Regions from separate parts of the Mus musculus genome. Here region 1 is linked to region 2. The links are chromatin contacts, called in public HiChIP or PLAC-seq maps. All regions are on one chromosome and are shown on one strand. The core of a region is the stretch at or near the end of the contact, and the rest is flanking DNA. Distances in the headings are between cores, read along the strand shown. Region 1 overlaps Golm1 (golgi membrane protein 1). Region 2 overlaps Agtpbp1 (ATP/GTP binding protein 1).

The links. HiChIP or PLAC-seq counts read pairs in DNA pulled down with a chosen protein or histone mark.
Region 1: a contact with region 2 is called in a FOXA1 HiChIP or PLAC-seq map of pancreatic cancer cells. The contact joins two enhancer-like sites. A contact is called at or near these places in 2 of 115 datasets of contacts at active chromatin or transcription factors (memory CD8 T cells and pancreatic cancer cells) and 1 of 9 other capture datasets (adipose tissue).

Annotation. Positions count from the first base shown.
Region 1 is chr13:59,664,307-59,670,333 of GRCm38.p6, forward strand. Golm1 (golgi membrane protein 1) reads right to left here. Exons shown (of 10, transcript NM_001035122.2): 2 at 1,221-1,370; 3 at 1-71. The coding sequence starts at 1,349. Among named protein-coding and RNA genes, the nearest start is that of Golm1, 8.5 kb to the right of the region's middle. Within about 2 kb of position 4,300, at least 170 of the 459 cell types and tissues checked have an H3K27ac peak or open chromatin away from gene starts, as enhancers often do. A contact at or near this core is called in pancreatic cancer cells, where this site is marked.
Region 2 is chr13:59,450,044-59,456,861 of GRCm38.p6, forward strand. Agtpbp1 (ATP/GTP binding protein 1) reads right to left here. Exons shown (of 26, transcript NM_001377097.1): 26 at 1-271. The coding sequence ends at 94. Among named protein-coding and RNA genes, the nearest start is that of Gm34788, 36 kb to the left of the region's middle. Within about 2 kb of position 3,223, at least 50 of the 459 cell types and tissues checked have an H3K27ac peak or open chromatin away from gene starts, as enhancers often do. A contact at or near this core is called in pancreatic cancer cells, where this site is marked.

The DNA.
Region 1 (6,027 bases), core at 3,050-5,549, 220 kb after region 2:
TTCTTGAGCTCTACAGCACCTCTCTCTGCAGCCGCCCTGCGGACCCGGCCTTCCAGCTCTACAATGCGCGTCTAGAAGGAAGACACGGCCACAGCCATGAAGATCCAAGCCGCCAGCTGAGACGCTGCCAGCTCCCTCAACCAAGGCGTCATGGGACCAAAGCTTACGGCCCAGTGGAGAGCAGGACAAGGGAAGGGGTGGTGGATGGAAGATTACCCGGAGGACACAGGGGCAGGGGGACTTGCTAAAGTACTTGCGGTGGACACTTGCCAGAGGCAGCCAATGACCTAGCCATCAAGGGGAGGGGTGAACATGTTCTCTGCAGGGTGAGGCTGGGCAGATCAAAGACAACAATCACAACCTAAGGAACAGGAGGCCTCAGAGGAGACCAATGAGAGACTGTCATCGTTCCATGTCTTAGATAGGGTTCCCTCCCATTGCTATGATAAACATCACCACCGAAAGCCACCTGGGGAGGAAAGGGTTGATTTGGCTGAACCGTCCTGGTCACAGCCCATCTTTGAGGGAAGCTAAGGCAGGAACTCAGACTGGCAGGAGCCTCGTGACAGGAGCTGAAGCAGAAACCACAGAGGAGTGCTGCCTACTGACTTGTTCCTGCTGGCTTGCTCAGCCGGCTTTCCTTCTGTACAACTGCCCAGGGGTGGCACGAACTGCCTTGTCAATATCTGCACCCCACACTGGGATAGGCTCACTCACATCAGTCGCTAACAAAGGCCCACAGGTTTGCCCACAGGCCCGTATTATGGAAGCATTTTCTCAACCGTGGTCCCCTCTTCATGGACGACGTTTTAAAACCAAACCAAACCAAGCAGTGATAACAAACCCAACCATGGCCTCATTTACGATTGGCCATAATATGTGGGAAACCTAAAATTACCACCCATGTGGCCCTTGGTTTCTCCAGTGGACTGACAGACAGGAATGGGCAGTGTCCAGTTCACCTCTGCCAGCCAACATTCCCGTCTGCCCTAAACGCTCAATGGAAAGCAAAGCGCAACTCAGTAGTCACAGAGGAAGTGGTGCTGGGCTGGAGGGAGGGACCTGCTTCGGGGAGGGGGCTGGTGTGGAGAGCTAAAACACCGCTAGCACACGGTGTTGGAACCCAGGGTACCGGCTGACAATACACAGGGGACCCATGGCATGGTGCCTCAGCTGGTTTGAACACTCAGTGGTTCGTACACTCTAAAGACACAACATACCTGGAGTTCCACGCTTCTCGAGCTAGCAATCCAGTAGTTGAAGCCTAGCACAATAACACAGGCCACCAGGGCAGCCAGGATAAGGGGCGGAGACTTCATGCTGCGACGCCCATTCCCCAATCCCATCATCTTAGAACCAGGGCCGAGAACCTGCCAAATAAAAAACGCATGAGTTTCCACACTAAGCCTAGCATCCCCGAAGCAGACCACATCCATCTTCAGTATCCACAGGAAGGCAACCATGTGAGCTCTCTCTCTCTCTCTCTCTCTCTCTCTCTCTCTCTCTCTCACACACACACACACACACACACACACACACACACACACACACAACCATTCATGAAGAGGATATACCACAGTGCTCAAAGCCAAAGGTCTAGGTGCCTGAATGGTGAGCCAGCACTCCAGGGTGAGGTTTGTAGATTGGCACCACACAGGGACCCAGACACAATAAACTGGAGTCCTCATCATAGAACCATATCTCTTCAACCCAACTTGCTCTCTGTGTAGTGGGCATAGCTTAGCATTCCTATCTCCAGTATAACTTGAGATTGTTCATGCTTGCAAGCAGGAATAGGGAACCTTGTTTCCATATCACGTGAGACCTTCCGACATTTTTCAAGGTTTCCAGAGAGCGCTTTAAGTTGGCCTAGGAAAGGGAGGCTTTGGCCATCTGCCCTCACAGAATAGCTGCCATCCCAGGACAGCCTTTGGAAGCAGAGCAAGAATGCCATGCTGGAAATGAGTGTGAGCTGCTCCGTGTACATCACAAGAGAGAGGGACAGGGATGGGAGGCAGATGTCAGTCAGGCGAAGATGGGGTAGGACCCATGAGAGCCCGAAAAAAATCCTAGGAAACCAGGAGTCAAAATGAGCCTCTTCCTAAGTCAATTCCATCCAGAGCTTTGGTTACAGGGACAGAAAGGGACTCATTTCAAGGGACCGGTCGGTGACAAACCCCAAGTCTTCTCTACTGCAGTGTCCTGCTGGCTGTTCTCTTTTGAGTCCAATGGAGCTGACAGACATCACTAGAGCGTGGTTGTGAGTGTGACCTCAGAAAAAGGAACTGCTCAGTGTGGCTCAGAGCGTGACCGCCTGGGAAGGTTTGCACACTGTAAAGCCAGGGATGACCAGCCTGCTGACGGGAGCAAGGACCTCAGGTAGGAAAACAGCCGTGCGGGAGAGCCAACGTGGGCTGGCAAGGCCACATAGCTGGGTGACTGAGGGACAGAAATGGAGAGAAGTGGCCAAGATGGATGAGGGCTGCAGCTTTTCTTCCCCCACCCTTAGACTTGACAAAATCTAAACCATCTAAACCTTGCAAACCTCCCTGCCCCAGGCTCTCCTGAGGAAAACGCAATAACCATTAGTGTTAAAAGTCTCTGACTTTGGTGGTGGGAGTGGGAGAATGGGTCCACTGTGTAGACCAGGCTGGCCTCAAGCTCCCAAGCCTCCAGTCCCAGCCTGCACAACTGGATAAAAAGTCTCTACAAAACAGAAAGACCATGAAAAACCACTCTGGATTTTCAGCTACCAACTAACTGTGTTTTAAAATGATAACCGGCTGGTTAAAGCCAATACTTGCTTAAAAGGTAATTTTGCTTGTTTTTAAAGATAGGGTCGCACTCTGTAGCTCAAGCTGGCTTTGAATCCCCTGTCATCCTCCTGCTGCAGCCTCCTCAGTGCTGAGATTACAGACATCAGTAGCCACTATGCTATGCCGAAATTTTTTCTCCCTTGTTTTAGAAAATAGAAAGGCTCCTGAGAGTGTAGGTCAATGGTAGTCTGGGTTTAGCACAACCAAGGCCCTGCCCTGGGTTAGGGGCTCAGCTCACTGGGTGGTAAACAGATATCTTCCATGGTAACTTTTGTTGTGGTGGTTTTGTTTGTTTTGTTTATTATTGTTGCTTGACAGGGTCTTTCTATGTAGTGCAGACTGTCCTCGAACTTGATCCGTAGACCAGGCTGGCCTCAAACTCAGCGAGATCTGCCTCCTCTTGTCTCCCAAGTAGTAGCCTTAAAGGTGTATGACCCCTGGCCAGGTATAATGAGACAGAGAGAGACAAACAGAGACAGACAAAGAGAGATAGAGAAAAAGAGGGGGGGATGACAGTAAATGACCTATCAAATTCATTGGCACTTTATAAAGCTTTTCCTTTTTTAAGCCAAGTGGTAGTGGTATACATCTTTATTCACAGTCCTTGGAAGGCAGAGGCAGGTGGAACTCTGGGAGCTCAAGGCCAGCCTGGTCTACAGAGCAGAGCAAATTCCAGGACATTCAAGTTTACACAGAGAAACCCTGTCTCAAAAATAATATTTTTTCCTTTTGCACAGAATTTTTAATCACATAGCCAAATACATGTGAGCGATCAGATAGGAAGAGTCTGGATAGCCATGCTTGCCCGGCAGTGTTTTGTCTGCTTGCACAAGCTCTGGCCATCTGGGAAGAGGAACCAATTAAGAGCAATGCCTCCTTCAGATTGGCCCGAGCCAGGCTCTGGTACATTTTCTCCATTACTGATTCGCTGGTGCTTTATAGATTATATTATTCTTTCATTTACTCGTTTAAGTATATTCCTAAGTGTTTTTTTTAAACTTTGATACTATTATAAAAGATGGTATATTTAAATAGTTTTTCTTGGAATTTCATTCTTATTTTATGTAAAAACAACTAATTGTACTTTATAAGCTGATTTTATATCTTGCAACCTCACTGAATTATTATTTCCACAGATTCTGGGGTAGAGTCTTCAGGGTATTCTGTGTATAATAAAATAATGTCATCCTGGGGGGGGGGGCGATGGATGTGGGAGCTCAGCCCAGCCCTGTGGGTGGTACTACTGTTAGGCAAGTGGTCCTGGCTTGTATCAAAAAGCAAACCGAGCAAGTCATGGAAAGCAAGCCAGTAAGCAGTGTTCCGATCCGCAATACAATGCGGTCTCTGCTTGAGTTCCTGCTCTGGCCTCCTTCAGGGATTGACTGTAACCTGTAAGTCAAATAAAACCTCTCCTCTGCAAGCTGCTCTTGGCTGTGGTGCTATCACATGGCAGACACCCAGCCTAGGGAACAAAGTTACCAAACAGGCCACACCTCTGTCCTACCCACAGGATGGGCTCCACCTAAACCCAGCCAGCAGGCTGGAGAGCTGCTAGTTCAAAAGCCACTGTGATAAGCAACCCTGCACAGCACCCAGGTCTGCGAGGACCGAGGCCACCGCTTTGCTTTTGAGTTTAAAAACATTGTGCCCGGTCTCAAGCTGCCCCTGAGTCAGAGATCAGCAAACTGCGGTCCACAGCCCACAGTTGGCCTTTCCTGTAAACACAGTTTTACTGATATGGCTATCTTCCATAACTGCTTTCCAGATAGAAGACGGAAGTGAACACTTAAATCAGACACCTTTGAGTCGGTGTTTAAACATTAACGATCTTTAAACGCAGTCACAAACTTCCTCTAACAGAGGCTTAAGGTCAAGTCCACGAAGTCTGGTTCACTTCCTTAATAAACTCACCAGGAAGTACAGAGGCTACCTTCCTCTCACTTACTTCCTCGTCCCCCAACTGTAAAGACTGTGCTTCCCTGAATTCTGAATGTTTATAGCTTCTATAAAAGCCAAGAAAAAAAGAAAAAGATTATGCAACTGGACATGGTGGGACATGCCAGGACGAGGTAGGATTGGGAATTCTAGGCTAGCCTGGGCTACCCAGGAGTCTCTTTCACAAAACAAAACAGCCCCCACCCTGTATCCATAAGAAAGTTCTAGTAAACACAGTACTGACCTGTACTGACACACTAATCCCTTCATGCCAGGAGCCCTGGTGGATCCCCCTTTCTAGGGATAGTTCAATCCAATCCCTATCATGAATGGCTTAGTGTCTGCAAACAGCCTATGTTGCTCACAACACCCGGGGTGCTAATGCTAAGTCCTCCAAGGAGCCTGTGCTGTTCACAACACCCATGGTGCTAATGCTGAGTCCTCCAAGGAGCCTGTGCTGTTCACAACACCCATGGTGCTAATGCTGAGTCCTCCAAGGAGCCTATGCTGCTCATAACACCCACAAGTGCTACTGCTGAGTCCTCCAAGGAGCCTGTGCTATTTAGAAAAAGACAAAAAACAAAAACAAAAACCTGTGTGCATGCCTGGTACCCTCAGAGGTCAGAGAGGGCATCAGATCCCCTGGAACTGGAGTTAAGGGTGGTTGTAAGCCAACACACAGTGCTGGGAACCAAACCCAGGCCCTCTGCAAAAACAACAAATACTCTTAACCACTGAGCCATCTCTCCCCACCCAGGTTAACCGTTCTTCAGTGTGGTCACTGGGCCAGCATTAGAATTGTTGAAAATGTAAATTTTCTGACTCAAGGCAAAATATGAGATTCCAGGACTCTGGCCATGACAAGCAGACATGGAACCCAGAGACGTTAAGGAAGGCTGGAGGCCACACCTGTTCCTGTTAGCTCCCTCTAGACAGGATCAGCGTGGAATCTGGTTAGCCACCAGAGAAAGTGGCCCATTTAGCTTTGGGGGATATTTCTATTTCCCTGCCATTTGGGAATTAAGGTCTGGTTCATTTTCCTAGCTCTTTTGTGGGCGTCTGGCTTTCTTCCCGAGTTACCACCACAGCTCCTCTGAACAGAACGGATCGTCCTCCCAACCCTAGCTACGACTGTCTGTCCTGCGTGTGCCAGCTTTCTGTTCACTACTTGAAGAAGAGACGAAAAACGTGACATGGCTCTGTTTAAAGCAGCTGTGTACTCTAAGGCTCGTCTCTGTCCTGATCAAACTCTGTACATATGTAGGCAAGGCTAATA
Region 2 (6,818 bases), core at 1,973-4,472:
GCTGTCTAAATGCTTGTCCCTCTCAAACTTCCTACATAATGAAAACCAAGACATTTCATTTCTTCTTGGCAATTAACAAAGATGGCAGAAATTTCAAATCAGGTGTGTTCTTGATACCTCAGAGTCAGAAAGGGCTTCTTCTTGGGCAGAAGGCTCATAATCACCTGTGTTCTCCGCTAATTCAACATCTAACTCATCATTGCTTTCTGCACTGTAATCAACTTCTTCAAGGAACCGAGGTTCATCTTCATCCAAAACGTAAGTGGTGGGGCTGCAGCCAAAGCACAGAACACACAAGGGTTCGTGAGAGCAAGGCTGACACACCACCTCACACACCAACCTTGACCTCAGTAACACAGAGCACACGGCGTCCTGAGACCCAAGGCTTCGATGCACCACCTCACACACGCCAACCTCAGTAACACAGCGGTTTGTCCTAACTTGGAACTTCTGTCCGAGTGGACAAGGTGAGAGGGTTCTAACAGTTGAAAGCTGCCTGCTTCAGCAATAGGGAACTTGGAACTTCTGTCCGAGTAGACAAGGTCAGAGTGTTCTAACGGTTGAAAGATGCCTGCTTCAGTAGTAGGGGCTGAAATGGTGCTCTTTAGTGATCCTGCAAGTGTGCACCATTAGCAGAAGGGAAATGGATTCTCTTAATGGTTATTTCAAGGATTTCATCAGCACACACACTTAGAATTCATTTTAAAGTTCTATTTTAATCCCTGTAAATTAGGCAACAGGTAATTCCAATGCGCTGTGTGAGAAGCTGTGGTACCCACCCGGCATAGTGGAGGAACGAGTTAGAACCAGTCAAGTGTACAGAGTGATTAGCTGCTGTGAGATGGTCACAGCCACATCCCCACAGTGTCCGTGGATCCGGAGTAAGAGTGAAGCAGGGTGAGTAGTCTACACCCGCCTCCTGGGACTGTTTCCCACTGGGATAGCGGGTGAGCGCTTGGTAAGGCTCCAAGTGCCTGTAAGCTTTCCTTCACGCGGTGTATGAGGGGAGAACGCTCCTCCACTCCTGCTCTCAGTGGGTGGGAACTGACACACTCACACCACGCAGACACTGCAGGAACAAGTCACACACTGAAGCCCTGAGCAAACCACCTTGAATTTCATATGTATGTTGGCTCATAGGCCACTTCTACAAAAAGATTTCTCAGAGATGAAGCAACTAATAGCAATAAAATCAGACAAAAGAGAAAAAAAATCTGTTCAAATAAGGAGAAACGCAGGTCAGTCAGCTCTGGAGATGGAAGAACCCACAGCTGAGACAAAGCCTGGGCCAGCACTGGCTCCCCAGTTACAGTTCTGAGAGAAGAAGGTAGACCTCATCTGAGGGGCACTTTATTCCTCCAGTGAGCTTTCTCTTTGCGGGGAGAGGGGCTGCGAGCCATTTTCCTCTGACACAATTGGCTTTCTCTTAGAAGTTCACCTCATTCTATAGTCCAGATAAAGATACTGACGGGCTTAGAAAATGAGCAAGACTTGATAGCCCTAACATTTACAAGGACAAATCCCAATTTTCACCATGAAATTTAAATAAGTAGTTATTAACCTGATAGCTAGGTCTTACTGGACAGAAAGATTGTTAAAGAAGATTGATTGTTTTGGAAATGACTGTTACTATCTTTTTTCTTTTGAAATGTAATAAGCCATTCCCCCTCCACTTCAGTGTTTAATCACATTCTCCTGAGAGAACCAAGAGACTCCTAAGAGGCTGAGACAGAGGAAAGCAGACAACCTGTGGGCACCAGCCTGCTTAGTTCTGGTTGCAGATGTGAGGACAGGAGAGACGCTTGGCAGTGCTAGCAGACAAGGCTGGAGGGCAGAGAACAGGAGCCCCAGGGAGGTGAGGGCAGAGGCGCATGGACAGGGGACGGTGCTCAGGAGCTAAAGCAGCCAGTTTAAGAAACTGGAAGAAAAGCAGCCAGAGCAATCCAGTTTGTTTGAAGGATCCTCGGCTCAGAATAAGGATGTGTGTGTGAAGGCGGAGTCCCAAGTTCATCAACTGGAACGTCAGAAAAGGTTTGAAGGCCAGCCTTCTTAAAGCTGTACCCCAATGATAGACCGAACTAGAGGGGTGCTTGTGTAAGGCCCTGCAGCCTATAAGACAGCAAGGACTTGGGAGCCTCAGATGGAAAGGGCGAGCTGTGGCATGGCACAGCGAGAGGCAGGCAAGGCTGCAGCAGAGGCCTCTCAGTCCTGGCAGGTCGTGGGTCGCACCTCCATTTGTCATGAACAAGCCTGGTGTATTCACCACTAACTGCTCACAGTGACAGCGTCACCTGCTCTGTTAAGAGAACAGAAAGGGTAGGAAACGAGGCCACAGCGCTCAGGCAACGCCCGAAGCCCTCGGTGGTTCCTGAGAATCCACTCCTGGGCTCAGCCTCTGGAGTCCTTCCTTCTCACACTGGGGCAGGGCCATCAGTGCTCACAGTGGGACATTATCAGGACTGAGTGTGCCAGGGAAGGCACACACAGGTGAGAAAGCAGAGAACAGAAGTGTCTATGAACAAGGCATGAGGGAGGGAGGGAGGGAGGGAGGGAGGGAGGGAGGGAGGGAGGGAAGGGAAGGTACACAACCCTCCATTCTGCACACAGCTAGCCCTTGCAGTACGAATCACACTGCCATTATTTCACTGGCCGCCTCTGGCCCGCTTCTCTCTTCCTGTGGCTGCCAGTGGTGAGCATGCACTCCTGTGCCTCAACGTGCTCACCCACCAAGATGCTCCTGGTCCCAGCTCTCCATCTGCACATGCCCTCTGAATGCGCCCGCTCATTTTAATGTGCACTCATCTCTTCCAAATGCAAACACAGAGCCTGGCTTCCCAAGAGCCTCTTGTATACACATGGACTTGCCAAAGACATCACATGGATAACTCACACGTACCACAAATACTGCATGTTGGGAACACATGGTTTTCCCCACTAAATCTCTTCTTCTGTATTCTGAAATCCATCCATTTAGAAAGTCACTCAACTCAGACTTCTCCAGAAGAAAGGCAGCCAGTCTCCAGACCATGTCAAACCCCACCTGTTCCGTGACAAGCTCTGACCACACTTGTTTTCTCCACACAAGGTGTATTTCTCACTTTCTCCCTGTCCCCCAGTGGCTCATGTTTCTTTCAAAAGTGCAGCTTGGCCTCACCCTCAGCTCTCCCAGACACCTTGGCATGTGTTTCCTCTCTGCATGCTTCCTCTGCGCCCTGCACAAACATTCCATCTGACTCCATGCCTGTTTTCTCAATACCAAAGGTCAAGAATGTGGCCTGGCTGGCTAAACACCTCCTGTGGACCCAAAAAGCCTAGCAACACATCTCAGCTGCCTCAGTAAATGCTGGCCAAACTCTGAATGAATGTAAGAATTGATGCTAGCATCCCACCTACAGCAGCCTCCCTCCCCTCTTAGACACCAACAGGCACCTTACTAAAACACAGCTACTTCCTTCCTGAGAATCAGAGTCCAGCTGGGGCTTGTGCTGAGACCACTTCCTACTTCCATTCCCAACAGTCATGAATAGAGACCCCCATTTCCATAAGGGCCCAGACTCTTCTCTTCAGAGGCCCCACTCTACGGCCTGTCTCTGGTCATGTGGCAGGGAACAGAGCCTGCTGTGCTGTTGTCTGTCTACCTGCCAGGGTATCCTAACTCTTCTGCTCGATATTGCCAACACTCCACCTCAGTTCCCACTGAGCAGCCTGCGCCTTTCAACAGAAAGCAAGCAGGCTACCAGGACCATGAGTATTCCTCTCACCCCACCCCACTATCCCGCTTTACTGGAAAGGGTTTTGGGCACAAGGCCAATCACAGCAATTCATTTTCTTTTATTGAGCTTCCGTATGTGCTCTGTGTACTTTATAACTTAGGAAGAGCCGTCACAGATATCACCTCACATACTCAAAACCACCTTTCCTTTCATAGGAATACTTGTGTGTCATTCTGAAATCACTATTGTATAGAGACTTACAAGCACATGCAAACACATGCATACACAGAAGAGGAGGTAGGCTAAGCTACTATACAATACAGCTAACCAAAGAATATCTATTTGGAAAAAGAGAAAGGAATTGCTAATGTCTGATTGGTGGCAAGAGGCATGAAGCTGTAGCTATTAAATGGCCCTGAGCCAGTCCTCCCAGGAGAGTGCCGATGGCCAGGTCACTGTCATCGCGTCATCACGGAGGCACAACACTGCAAACAGACTGAGTGTCACTTGTGCACTCAGAGGACTTCAGGTGCAATGGAGACTGTGGGATTTAGAGACCTTCGGTCAGAACCATCAAACCTTGGGCAGTTCTGAGCTACAATTGTACAATACGATCTAGCTCCAATTAGTCTCAGCAAATCACTCCACTTCTGTGATAACCAAACATAACAGAAACTCCAATGGGCAAACAGGGCACCCCAAAAGCCCCTGAGCAGTGGGCTGAGGGGAGTGCGCACAGCAGAGCTCACACTCATGGCTCATCGCAGTGAAAGGATACAAAGCAAGCTCAGCAAGGGGAAGTGCGGGGCCAAGTCCAGTGGGAGGCAGGGCAAGGCTGGCAGCTGCCAGGGGCAGGAGTCCTCAGAGCGCCAGCAAGTTCAAAGGACTGCAGGGAAAAGCTGGAGTTCAGAGCTGCCACGTGTCCTGAAAAAGGGAGTTGCAGAGAGGTGACCTCAGCATTCAGCAGTGTTCCCAGACATATTTGACAAACTTAAGTGACACAGTGCAAGGGGCTAAAAAGCCACACAGCAGCACCCCACACAGAGGGACAAGGAAGCCACAGAAATGTTTTGCTGGTTTCAAGGTGCCAAAGAGAAGAGGGGGATCCTGAGGTGTCCACAGTGACCCCTGGTGGGCTGCTACTCAGAAAGTCTGGAGGGGCAAACCAGGAGTCAGCAAAACAACCTTCAGATATTTTGTAATGTTATCTCAAGCCAGCTTGGACTCCATGAAGTCAAGGACAACGGACCCTCTCATCTTTATTTATACCTGACACCTGGCTGTCACACAACTAGAGAAAAACCCAAGAGAAACAGCTCTAGTGTATTAATTACCACATGGGAACTCTAACATAACTGTGACCCAAAATAGATGACAAGATGGGGAATCTCAGCATCTGATTTCTATCTTAAAAAAAAAAATCACATTAAATCTAGACTCAAACCATACAACGGACACTAGAGCTCAGGATTAGGTCTAAAACTCACGTAGGTTGGTGCTGAGAAGAGATGGGAGCAGAAATAAGTAGACAGTTTCAGGCTTCAACAGAGAGAGAAAGAAGGACCAGAAACAAAGATTAAGCATCCTGCACGCTAACCCCGCACAAGAGCAGAGCACACGATAGAAGCAATGCACAAAAAGCTAATGGTTGTACACTTTCCAAAGTCAATGAGAGACTCGGCATACAGACTTATGAGGGCTGCAAACCTCACATGGGAGAAACAAGGAACAGCAACCCTCAAACTCACAGCCAAACCGCTAAGATCCCAAGAGTACATGCACAACCCTGGCCCATGACTTCTCAACAGAAGGAGCAAAGTGAGCAAATGTGGTAAATAAAATAATCTGCTTACAGCAGACACACAGAGGCACATAAACATGCACACACAAACAGATACACATAGATATGCACATTCAGACAGACACATATACACAGAGGCACACACAGGCACATACACACAGGCATACACAAGACATACAGGCATAGAGGTACAGACACACATACAAGCACTCACAGGCACTAGTGCACACACACACACACACCAACATAGTATACACAGTTTAACAACGCACTATATGATCCTAACATGGGACTCAGACACAGACAAGCCCAGCTGGGTGCCCACTGTAAGGCAGTACTCAGAAGGGTTGCCATGAGTTTGAGTCCAGCCTGTGCTAGAGAAAGAAACCTTCTCTCAATAGGGAGCAAAGGCCAGGGTTGGGGGTAGGGACCACTGGAGAATTAAGGAGTGAGTCCTAATGAGTAGTGGATGACTAAAGCAGCAATAACTTCAAGTCTGAGTAGTTCCATTAAAATCCATCACAACAGTATAAAAAGTGGGAAGGTTATAAAATGAATGTGCCCTACGGTCTCAGCACTCATAGTCTATGAAGAAGCAGACAGAGCAATTTACATTACATGGTAATAAACCAGGAGTCCATTATGCACTGATAAACCTCTAGGGTACCAATGAAAGAATAACAAAAGAAAATAGAACAAGATTATGCAGAGACAAAACTGGAATAACAAAAGATCATCTCTGAGATGAGGAAGTGACAAACAGGAAATAGCTCACAATACCAGGTGTGAGACACTAAAACTAAAACTCCCCAACGCTGTCACTAACTCACTAAATGGAACAGAATGCATGTACCATTGTATGCAGACAACAGACCAGCTTATAAACCACACAGTGATGTCTGCAAACAGATTCACATCCTAAGTAGAACCCCACAGAGCTGAGACTTGGGAGCAGCCAAGGGGGTGGTGTTTAAAGTAGAAGGAAGGCTTCCAGTAAGAGCCTTAAGCAGGCATTTCATGGCCAGTGAGATGGCACAACTCAAAACCACACTTACAATACAACCTCGAAATAAAGCACTGAGCAACTCCAGACCGCGCCCTACTCACTGTCAGCTGCATTAGAACAACTCCATGCTCTGAGGTCTGGGCTCTAGGTCCCTTCAAAGTGTCAGCAATTCTTACACTTCAAAACACAATTACCACTTGCTCTTCCTCAAGGGCTCAGTTACCACCATAGAAAACACTTTTCCTTTAGTAAGTTTTGTCTTTTTTCTTTCAGCATCAAGATCCACTGGACCCAAATT